3 separate regions of the Mus musculus genome follow, and all the other regions are linked to region 2. Evidence: chromatin contacts called from public Hi-C data. All regions are on one chromosome and are shown on one strand. Each heading gives the region's core, a stretch centred on a gene start, on an enhancer-like site or on the middle of the called end of the contact. The rest is flanking DNA. Distances are from core to core; before and after follow the strand shown.

Region 1 (3,265 bases), core at 32-2,531, 150 kb before region 2:
CACAGCCCCTGCAAAACATAAGCCCACGGGTACTGCTAAGTTAAGGCACTGGGGAATCCCAGCACTGCAGAAACACTAGTTTCCAGGATGACAATTACCAATTGACAGTAACTGAAGAAATGCCACAGGTACTAATGAGATTGCCAAGCTGCACTCGAGGAGCTGAACAAAGTATGGAGCAGCACAGACACCCTGCTGTGACTACAAAGAGGGGAAAGAGATGTGCTGAGAGACCCTGCAACAGTAGATAGGGTAGAGTAAGACTGGTAGGGGCAGAGCTAAGAGAAGACTGTCCACCAAGACTTCCATACTGCTTTTAAAATCCAAGTGTATGCATGAATCATTAACAGAGTCTTCCCAAAGGCAGTAGAGAAAAATAAATAAATAAAAGTCACCTAAGGAGTCAGAGAGACGGGTCAGTAGGTAAAGGTATTTGCCACCAAGCCAGAGCACCCGGGTTCCATCCCAAGACTCTCACAATAAATGAGAGATCAACTTCAGCAAGTTGTCATTTGATGCAGCTTCTCAGGCACCAGCCAGGGAGACGTGATCAAACACCTCTGTAGCTAGCAGGGCATGTGGTCCTCAGGGGACTATAGGTCTATACATTCCCTGGCAGACCCTTGAACAGCACAGGTGAAGGTCAGCTGCTGCCTGCTATCTGTCACACGTATGTCACTCTTCTCTGATGCTGTTGACAACAAAGTTTTAAAATCTATACCGCATAAAATGTCCTGCCCCCAGCCAATCTACTACTAGCCTTTGTTGCCACCTGGCTGTACAACCCATGGGCAAGCAAAGTATGAACTGGTGAAGAGAAGGCACTCATTATTCAGCACTGCTCCGAGTCTTGGGACTGCTTGGCACACTTGAGGCAGAGACAGCAAATGCCTGTGAGTCTCAGCACAATCTGCAGCCCACTCAAAGGAGCCAGCACTTTCACCGTTGGGCTACAGAACATATGGTTATCCAAGAAACCCAGATGAATCCCATCTGGCTCCTTCAAACAGGAAGGTTTGTACACGGGGCCTTTTGTTAATTTAGCTGAGCCTGTCAGCTAGAAAGAGCCTTTGGAAACCCATCCATCAAGTCCTACCCCGAGCATATGGTGCTGAGCTCTGGAACATCCAGAATGAGGGAAGATGATGTGGAATGCCTTCAGGGGACCTACGCATTCTGTCCAGCAGAGAGAACAGCAGGAGCCCCAAGACCAGCACCCACTTCAGCTACAGGTTAGTGTGGTTGGCTCTCCTTGGAATCTACCGCCAGCTGCAGACTAGACATCTCTAAGAGAACACCCAGAAAGCCTTCCTGCTCCACAAATCTCAGGCTCGGGCCACAGAGTGCCCCTCCTCACCCACACTCTGCTCTTGGCTCACAGAACACACAGCAGTCCAGCATGAATCCCAGAGCCCAGCCTGCTGTCACATTCTAGTCTACCTGAGGGTCAGCCACTCAAACTAAAAGCCTGAGTTGTATCTGCAGACATTCTGTCAGTCCTCTTACATCCTGGGTCACCACTCAACACTGTGTCACTTTCTAAATACATCTCAAATTCAAAGTGCAGTGGTGGCCTGCAGGCCATGACCCAGCCTATGCTCTCCTTCTCTTGGTGCCTCGTGCCACCACTGGTTCTTCCTGGGCTTCTCCATGCAGCCACTGATACAGGTACTACCCAAGGCTTCTAGACTCTAAGTCTTAGACTTCTAGTCTAAGCCAGGCCATCAAAAACCCCCTCATCTTTTGTCACCTTCACCCACCACCTCACACAATCACCGCTAGCTTCTAAGAGCCCTATCTCTTCTGAGAACTGCTGTCAGGTGTAAGCAGTCTAGGGCTACATCTCCCACTGTGCATTCATCCTCTAGCCCTCCCGATGACAGGACCCTGTGACCAGGACTGCCTGCCATCTTCACCCACTTCTGCCACCTTGATCCAGTTCTAACTCTAAACACTCACTGAGCCATGTGCTCAAAGATACAATGTTCTGAACAGTGGGGCCGTAGTCCTAACTTGAACAAGACTATCGCTTCCTGTTCCTCAAGGAGGGGTTCAGCAGTGTCCCAGTTCCTAGAGAATACACAGGAACAGAGAACATAAAAGAACAAAGGGGCAGACATTGGCTTTCTTCAGCCTGTAGCAACTTTTCTCACTTCTATTTAAGTCTCCTGAAATGTTTTTTTCTTCCTTTTTTTGATTTCCCATTTTTTGATCAACTGAGACAGAGAAATACACTTCTATCCCAAACTTCAGGGTATTCGGGACAGCAAAGGCATTGATTCTGCCAGGATCTGGGAGGTAACAGGAAGCTGAGGGACTTGATGGAGCTGGTCACTTCCAGCTGGTTGCCATCATGAGCATCAGTGGGGCCAGGCCTACCTAAACTCTCATAGATAAACTTCTATCTGAAATCTCAAGGTGAAAAAACAAAACCACCAGGACAGTTTACTGCCCGAGATAGGGAAGCAATGGTTCTTATGACAGGAAGAGGCCTTCCTGTACACAATGAAATCAAAGACTAGCACAGCACAGGCGACTCTTGCTGGCTGTTCTGCTAGGTGTAATCAGAGACCTTCAGGAACTAATTACTGCCCAAATTCTGACGTGCAGATTCCAGCTTCATGGTTTAGCATCCAGGGTGGTCGGTCTCTTCTCCATGTCTAACACGGGCTCTTGGCTAACATTCCACTGAGAACTATCCCTGGCAGCCAGGCAGCAGGGTCACCGTGAGCTTGCTTCCTCTCACACTAACCCCCTCATAGCTGCCACTCCTGGGCCTGAGACGGAACAGGTCAGCAATTGCTTTTTCCTCCCTGTTACTTCAGCATAAAACCATTAGGAGTAAAATTACAAGTTTCACGATGAAAGAAAATCTAAATGTCAATGAACTCTGACAGTGGGTCTGAGAGCAAACCCGAGAGGGAATGAAGTCAGCCAAGGGTAAGAATATCAATGAAAAACAGCATTTTCTCACTGTGAAGAAGAAAAGGCCAGGGCTGGGGATATAGCCCAGTGGTAAAATGCTTAGTAGGCATGAGGTTTTAATGTTCAATTCCATTCTTAGCACTACAAAAAGAAAAAAGAAAAGAAAAGGTCATTTGCTGGGCTCTGGATCGGGCTGCGAGTCTTCAGTGAATCCCTTTCTAACCTCTCTAGGTTAGATGCCGCTTGCAGCTGCTCACCTGGGCCCTGCCTCAAGAACTTACCAGTTCCTCCCTCAGCTTGCCCAGAGTCTCAATCTGGTTGCTCCGTGTGCTCAGCATCA
Region 2 (3,505 bases), core at 895-3,394:
CTCCTCTTGTAACCCTCAGAATCTGAGGGCTCTCCCCAACCTCTGGCTGTCCTCTGGGTCTGTGCTGCTGCCCACCTTTTATCTAGACTCTGAGACTGGATAAAGCAAAGATCAGGAAATCCCAGAAGGGCATGGTAGGGCTAAGCCTGAAACCTCTACTCTCAGGGAGCTGAGGCATCACCAAGACAGGCTTCTGCTGTATAGAAAGGCCCCGTCTCAAGAAAAACATTAAAATGGTCCAGGGTGAGGGGCTTGATTGGCAATGTCCTTGAGAACCTGATTTGGATGCCCCAAACCCACGCAATTCCAGATCTGGGGGAGGCAGAGGCAGGAGGATCCCTTTTTGGCTAGCCAGTCTAGCCAAATAATGATATCCAGGCTAGTGAGAGACCTTGTCTCGACAGAGATGGGCATTCCCTCAAGATGATAACCAGGTTTGTCCTCTAGCCTCCACAGGCATGCAAATATGTGTATCTGTGCACACACAATTATTTACACACACTAAACAACATAGACAGTAAAAGAAAGAGAAGCCTTCTGGGTATGAAATCCTGGCTTAGGTGACATGCTGTGGGGCAGGACAGTGGTGACAAGCAGGGCCTGGATCCATGTATTCTTTGCCAAGGTCTGGTCCAACCTTAATGATTCTGAATCCTCTTAACAGCCCCATCTTATAGATAAAAAAAAAATGTGAAGTTTAAGCCACTTTTCTAGAGATTCCTTTCCCACACCCAGTGGGGCTAGTATAGAATTTGAGCCACAGTGGATCAGTCCCACCATCCTGAGCCTATTAGCATAACTGCCAACACTCACTGGATGGCCAGCCAGGCTTTAAGCAGACGTGGAGCTGCAGGGAGTTCTTGGTGACAGGCAACAGTCCAACTGTCCAAGTTCAGAGGCCTCAATCTCACTTGAGTTTCTTGCCAGGCATTTCCCTGCTTGGTTCAATGACACATCAAGAATCAAGTCCTTAAGATTTAGTGCTTGTTAGCTGGTTTTGCTAATGAGGAAAGTTGTTTAGAAATGGTGTTATTACCCATCACCCAATTCCAAAGCCCCACTGCCTGGGCCTCCAGGAAGCATGCTGGATGAGTCTACCAAAATGCTAGTGGAGCGATAAGCTTCATAGTGCTCCCCATGGTGAGACCCCCACAGTGGACCTTTACCGTGGCCTAGCAGGGGATCATGTTTTACTATAATACCATGTCCATTCTGGAAGCGGGGTGCATCGGCCATGGGTGGATGAGGTGTCATCAGCCTTTACCATGAGCAGTGAAGAGTAGGTGGAGACTTCAGGGTCCAAAATACCAAAGGCTAGTAGCATCTTCTCCCTGTTCCCTTGGTTCTCTGCACAAGTCCACCAGACCACCTTTTCCTTGCTAGTTTGTTCACAGGTAGCCAAAGGCCTTTCAGTCCCAAGTGTCTGAGTGCTGGTTCTGGGCCCTGCAGCCAATTCTGGAGTCTCAAGGGGTGTTGATTGGTAGACTTGGGTCAGTTGTCCAGACTGTGCCCAGTCAGCAATGGCTGAAGCAGGTGCAGTGGAAGGAAGGTAGGTAGTTGTGTTGTATTTCCCCGTCCATTCTTGTCCATTCTTGCTTCCTGTGTTAATGGCCATTGATGCCGATGTGCTGATGGTGACAAGGGCAGTTTTATAAACTCTGAGCTTCAATTGTCTGTATCTGACTCCACACAGGACAAGTCTTCTGGCTTCTTGAATCCTGTTGTGTCATCATCAGAGATCCTTCTAGACTTCATAGACTGCAGATGGACACCATTGCTTTCTGCTGCTCATTTGGGTTTAGGACTGGATCTGGGGACATGGTTTAATGAGAGCGTGTTTAACATTTATTTCATCCTCAGTACCACAGAAGAGAAACAGGAAACTTCCTGTCTAACAGAGATTTAGGATAAGCTTGTCAGCAGTGACAAGCCAAGCCTTAGCTTAGTCCCAAGTAGTCTCAGAGCATGTCCCCAGCAGAGGCGCACAGGGAGACACCTGGATGCCAGCTGCCATCACAGCCAACAGGGGCAGGAGAAAGTCTATGCCTCTCCTTTTAGAACAAGTATGCGACTCAGGGAGGAGCCTGGAAGGCAGACTCAGAAGGAATGCCAAGTCCCTGCTCCCTGGCAGAGGCATGCCAGCCAAGTTCCTGGTGTATGGTGTATGTAGTGTTTCCTGGCACGCTTATAGGCTAATCCCGCCATTACTTTCAGTCAGAGGAATTCAGATCACAGAGACCAGAGTGATGACAGCCTGTGCTAGAGCCCCTTCTGCCACGTGTCACACCAGTTCCTGGGAGGAGAGAATAATGGGGACTTCTGGGTTCTTTATTGGTGGCAGATAGGAAGATGGGAACAGAAGAGGCATGGGAGAACCTGCAGGTTACGACCTCCAGGCTGATCCAAGAGACTGAGGGCAAGAAGCTAGTGTTGACAGGCCTTCCTGTCCCAGCAAACACGTCTAGGTATTTCTAGCACCTCATGCTTTCTGTGCATGGCACCCGGTCATGCCAGGGAGCAAGGATGAGGTGGAGGGGTGGCACTGAAAGGAAGTGACCATGTGGAAGAAGAGCTGTCCCCACAGAAGGCAGAGAAGGACAAAGCCCCACTGAAGAAGACATCTGGTGGGGTGAAGGAGAATAGCAGTGGCTGGGGAGATGGAGGTTGCAGAATTAGGAAGAGCCGCAACAGGGCTTGTGGGCACAGTGAGCAAAAGCATTCTTATTCTTGGCATAAGAAATGATCGTGGTGATGAAAATAGCATGTGACAAACTCTGCTGTAGGCTCATGGCTCAGGGTGTTAAAGTGACCAGACCACACAGATAGCAATCTAGAAAGTGTTTTCTAAGATAGAGAGGCTTCTTGCCTTCAGTCCTCCAGATCAGTGTGGAGGCTGTCATCTGTGGGTTCTGCCATGCCTGCTTTGTCCCCTCTTTTCTATCTGTCACCAGCAAAGAGCCTAGTAGTTTTGTCACTGGAATTAAAGAAGCCTGGCAGAACTTGCTCTGAGGTTGGACAGTGCCTGTGTGGGAGCTGAGAAAGAGTGCTAGCTGGGTAAGAACAGGGCAGGATGGAACCAAGGACCAAGTAAGTCTCAGGTATTCTTAGACTTTGCAGCAACAAGGTGGTGCCACTGTGCTAGGACGCTGTGAGTAGGCTGGGTGTGGTGGGCACACTGTGCTCTTGTGATTCTGGAGGCTGAGGCAGGTAGGTCACAGTTTGAGGCCAGTCTGAGCTATGGAATGAGACTGCATCTCAAAGGGGTGGGGAGAAAGAAGCAAAGAAAGAGATATATGGGTGGAAAAAGAAAGAGAGAGGAAAGGAAAAGAAACAAAAGCTAGCTAGCTAGACCTATGGGTCAGGTAGCTGAAGTGGTATGTTTCCTAAACCACTGGGAGGACAGACTGTCAAATGCAAGACCTTTGTCTGGGATGTCAGGAATGAAGTGAAAACTGACAAAGACTAGAAGTCATTGTCACTTGCTGTAAATGGGGAGTCCTGAGAG
Region 3 (3,640 bases), core at 319-2,818, 160 kb after region 2:
AGTGGGAAAGTGGCTTCTGAGAGCCTAGCAGGGACATTCCCAGCCTGGAGGTAGTGATTTATGATACCCTGTCAAGCTCTCTGCACAAGTTTCCCACGTCTCTGAATTGTGCTATTTTCTCCAATTTTGAAAAGGTTTAAACAAATAAATAATAGCTCAGCAAAATGTATTCTATCCATACCAAAAAAAAAAAATTTTAAGCTGGTTTCATAAGAGCGAGCCAGAGGGTTGGTACAGTCCACAGAGGTTCACTGTATATTTCAGAGCATCTGAAGTAACTGCTGGAGGAGCTGAGAATGCTAATTACCCAATTTGATAATTACACGTTACAGCCACACGCCAAAGTCTGATGCCCCGTAAATAAGTACAAATATTGTGTCAATTTTAAAAGCTCATTATTTGGTGATCAAAAGAAATGAATTAGGGGGCTGGCGAGGTGGATAAGTGGTAAAGTGACTGCGGCACCAACAGAAAGGCCTGAGAGCAACTCCAGCACCCGCTCAAAGAGCCTGGCTTGGTGGCACACACCGGTGACCCCAGGGGGGACGATAAGAGGTCCTTGCAGCTCAGCTAGGCTACTGAATCCAATCCAGAAAACCCAGGTTCGATGACCCTGTCTCCAAAAGAAAGAAGATTTAAAAAAAAAACTGTGAAAACACACGTGCATATGTACACATCTGCCTGTCACACACATGTGCACCATGCATAGAGAGAGAAAGAGAGACAGAGACAGAGAGAGGGGAGGGAGAGGGAGGAGAAGGAGAGGGTGGGAGGAGAGAGAGAGGTGGAGGGGGAGAGGGGGAGAGGGAGGGAGGATGGGAGAGAGAGAGTGAGAGAGAGAGTGAGAGAGAGAGAGAGAGAGAGAGAGAGAGAGAGAGAGAGAGAGAGGATAACTCTTGAAAAACCCCTTAGAAGTGAACGCAACCACAGAGGCCACAATTCTACAATGACTGCTGTCTAGTTTGGGGGCCAACTGAGGAGGGACAGGTGCTGAGTGACAAAGATGCACTACACCAGGTGGCAGTGGGCACACAGCTCTGAACCTATTGCTAAAGTGGACACTTTCCATGGGCCAATTCCCCAGGAGGACAACAAAATTGCAGTAAAACTATCATCACAGTGACTTAAAACAGGCTGGGGTGTGACTAGACATGAGCGCGTTGGCTTGGCAAGCTCAAGGCTCCTCTGTCCCCAGCGCCACAAACAATAGAAGCTAGTGAGAGGATTGGACAGCCTCCACTCAAATCCACAAACAGGGGGTAGACAAGGGTCAGAGGCTACCAGGCAGAAGCAGCCCAGAGAAGCCCTGCCTCCAGCCTATCACATTGGCTGCTCCAGGCAAGCAGGGCCAGGACAGCCCAGGCTGGGAAGCCAGAGGAACCTTAGTGGTATCCACTGCCACCCAGCTGGCCCCAGAGCACCAGGCTAGGTGGACTCTGGCCTCCAAGGACCTCCACTTGGAGGCTGTCTGGAGCTCAAGGTTCCAGGAACTGCAGGCACGGGTCCCTCCCTGATCCACACGGCCACAAAGCCTATTGGGCATCTATGCCACATTCAAGCATTGCAATGCCTCTGGGGAACCCGGCAGATGGTTGCCGATGACAAGGCTGTGGGAGGCAGCAGATGGGATGCAGCAAGAGCAGGGGGGCTTTGGATTCCCTCAGCTGCTCCAACACGTGGACCCTGACAGCTGTCCGCTTCAAGGCAGGGGCCTCCCAGGCTGTGGGAACACACAGCGAGCAACCCAAAGAATGTCTAGAGCCCAAGAAGCAAACAAGGGGCCAGAACTGTAGGTGGGGTGGCATTTCCAACCGGGCAAAAGTGGCACAAAGCCAAATAGGACCTGCCATGATGCTGTGTGTCATTAGGCTCCCCGATCAACCTCTCTGAGTCAACTGTCTTACAGCTCTGACATACACCAGAGCTAAGTTATGACGTCAGAGAGCTAGGGTGGGGGAGGGGGGATGAAAGGAAGGCTGTGGAAGTGCCTGGGGTGTATGGGACTCTTGCCACCCTCAGTGGAGTAGCTGAATATTAGTTGAATAGACAGAAACACAAGTTAGCTCATGACTGGAGGGGGGAGGCTAGGGGGGAAGGGCAGGGGGAGGGGGAACTGATGAGCAGGGGAATAGAACGAAATATTCAACCAGATATTTGTTGACCTACTCTTGCATGGATCATCTCATTTTGGGTCTCAGAACCCCACAAGCTGTGATGTGACCCTCGCCTTACAGAAGGGACATTGAGCCATAATTGGTGGGTAGCTTGTCTGGTGCTCTGCGGACACTGAGGCACAGCCGGAATGTGAACCCAGACCCCATGCTCTTTAGCATGGTCCTCGGATGCTGCGGAATTAAACCCCAGCTCTGACACTGCGTGGCCCTGTTCTAGCTCGGTAAGCCTCAACTTCCCCGCTCGGGGAAACAAGAGAAACCAAAACACCTCTGCGGGCTCTGATGAGGCGTCAATAGAATCGCATGCCTGCAGGGGACTGGCATGCAGACGGTGCCCATTCCATGTCTTCTGTGTGCCAGGGCTGAGGGAGGGCGCAGCAAGGGGGACCCCATTTCTTAGAGATTGTATACAGAAGGAAGATTTACTACACAGAGCAGGTGGCAGCCCAGAGCTCCATCAACGGCCTCAGCTCCTGGCCTGGAAAATGGCAGCTGAGACCAGACCCCCGCCTCAGCTTTCTGTTTGGTGGGACAAACTCCCAGGGGAGTCATCTGAAATGGGGAAAGGTTTACCACAGCTTACAGCTTCAGAGGTGTCATGGGATTTTTCAGAGGTGACATGAACGAATCTCTGTTCACTCCAGATAGACTTCCCAGTGAGAGACTAAAGAAAGACTCCCACCCAAATCCAGCCTGGTGAGGCAGTGAGGTTGCTGAGGTCACTTAATGAGGTAGGTAACTCACAGAAGCTTCACCCCGACAGATGCCACCCTTCAGTTGTTCCTGTTTGCACAGACTGCAGGAGCAGTCCTGAGAGCTTCGTCTTTTTGAGACGTCTCCTTGGGTTTGTGAGGTTTGCTTCCTGAGCCTGAAAGAAGTGTTTTAGCTTGGAGGACATGGCTGCGACCGGCTTCAGTCTCTTGGCTACTTGCTTTGTGCCTGTGAACGACAGAAGTGGCTTCCTTCCCGGTGGGCAGAAAGCAGAGAGGGGGGGAAGGGTCCTGGTGTCCCCTTCTGAGGCACATCCCAAACAACCTAACTTGCCCTCACCAGGCCCTGTCCCTGGAGCTCCTTCTGTCTCTGAGACGTGCCCCAAGCTTAAAGAAGAGCCTTTGGCATGTGGCCACTCGGGAGTCATCTAAGATCTCACCCTGGCGTCTTCCTTCCCTGGCAGGATGGGAACAGGAGTTGGTCCCTTTTTTGAAGCAGCAGGCAGAGCAAGGAGGAACCAATGTAAGACACAGGAGGCAGAGGACTGGGGAGTCACCAGAGCCCCTGAACTCCCACCCCTCCCCCAGCAGCCCCTCCTGGCACACCCTCACCTGGCCCTTCTTGCCCGGCTCACCTCCCTGACCCAGTTTGCCCAGAATTCTCTTCACTCTAGTAGTTCCCCCTGGAACAGGAGACATGCTGATGACAGAGAACTCCACGGCCCCTGCCAATCAAACAAGATGTCTCCTCCTCTT

The links. Hi-C and Micro-C count contacts between places; a contact is called where the count stands out from the background.
Region 1: a contact with region 2 is called in a Hi-C map of cerebral cortex, with 2.4 times the contacts expected there. The contact joins two enhancer-like sites. A contact is called at or near these places in 1 of 484 Hi-C or Micro-C datasets (cerebral cortex), 1 of 115 datasets of contacts at active chromatin or transcription factors (bone marrow-derived macrophages) and 2 of 9 other capture datasets (adipose tissue and pancreatic islet).
Region 3: a contact with region 2 is called in a Hi-C map of forebrain, with 3 times the contacts expected there. The contact joins two enhancer-like sites. A contact is called at or near these places in 1 of 484 Hi-C or Micro-C datasets (forebrain) and 4 of 9 other capture datasets (adipose tissue, embryonic stem cells, liver and 1 more).

The regions. Positions count from the first base shown.
Region 1 is chr7:125,693,255-125,696,519 of GRCm38.p6, forward strand. Gtf3c1 (general transcription factor III C 1) reads right to left here. Exons shown (of 37, transcript NM_207239.1): 5 at 3,207-3,265; 6 at 1-8. Among named protein-coding and RNA genes, the nearest start is that of Gtf3c1, 13 kb to the right of the region's middle. Within about 2 kb of position 1,282, at least 9 of the 459 cell types and tissues checked have an H3K27ac peak or open chromatin away from gene starts, as enhancers often do. A contact at or near this core is called in cerebral cortex, where this site is marked.
Region 2 is chr7:125,844,922-125,848,426 of GRCm38.p6, forward strand. All of the region lies in intron 15 of D430042O09Rik (RIKEN cDNA D430042O09 gene), which reads left to right. Among named protein-coding and RNA genes, the nearest start is that of Gm51456, 110 kb to the right of the region's middle. Within about 2 kb of position 2,145, at least 21 of the 459 cell types and tissues checked have an H3K27ac peak or open chromatin away from gene starts, as enhancers often do. A contact at or near this core is called in cerebral cortex and forebrain, where this site is marked.
Region 3 is chr7:126,007,338-126,010,977 of GRCm38.p6, forward strand. The region is part of intron 2 of Gsg1l (GSG1-like); the gene reads right to left. Among named protein-coding and RNA genes, the nearest start is that of Gm51456, 56 kb to the left of the region's middle. Within about 2 kb of position 1,569, at least 33 of the 459 cell types and tissues checked have an H3K27ac peak or open chromatin away from gene starts, as enhancers often do. A contact at or near this core is called in forebrain, where this site is marked.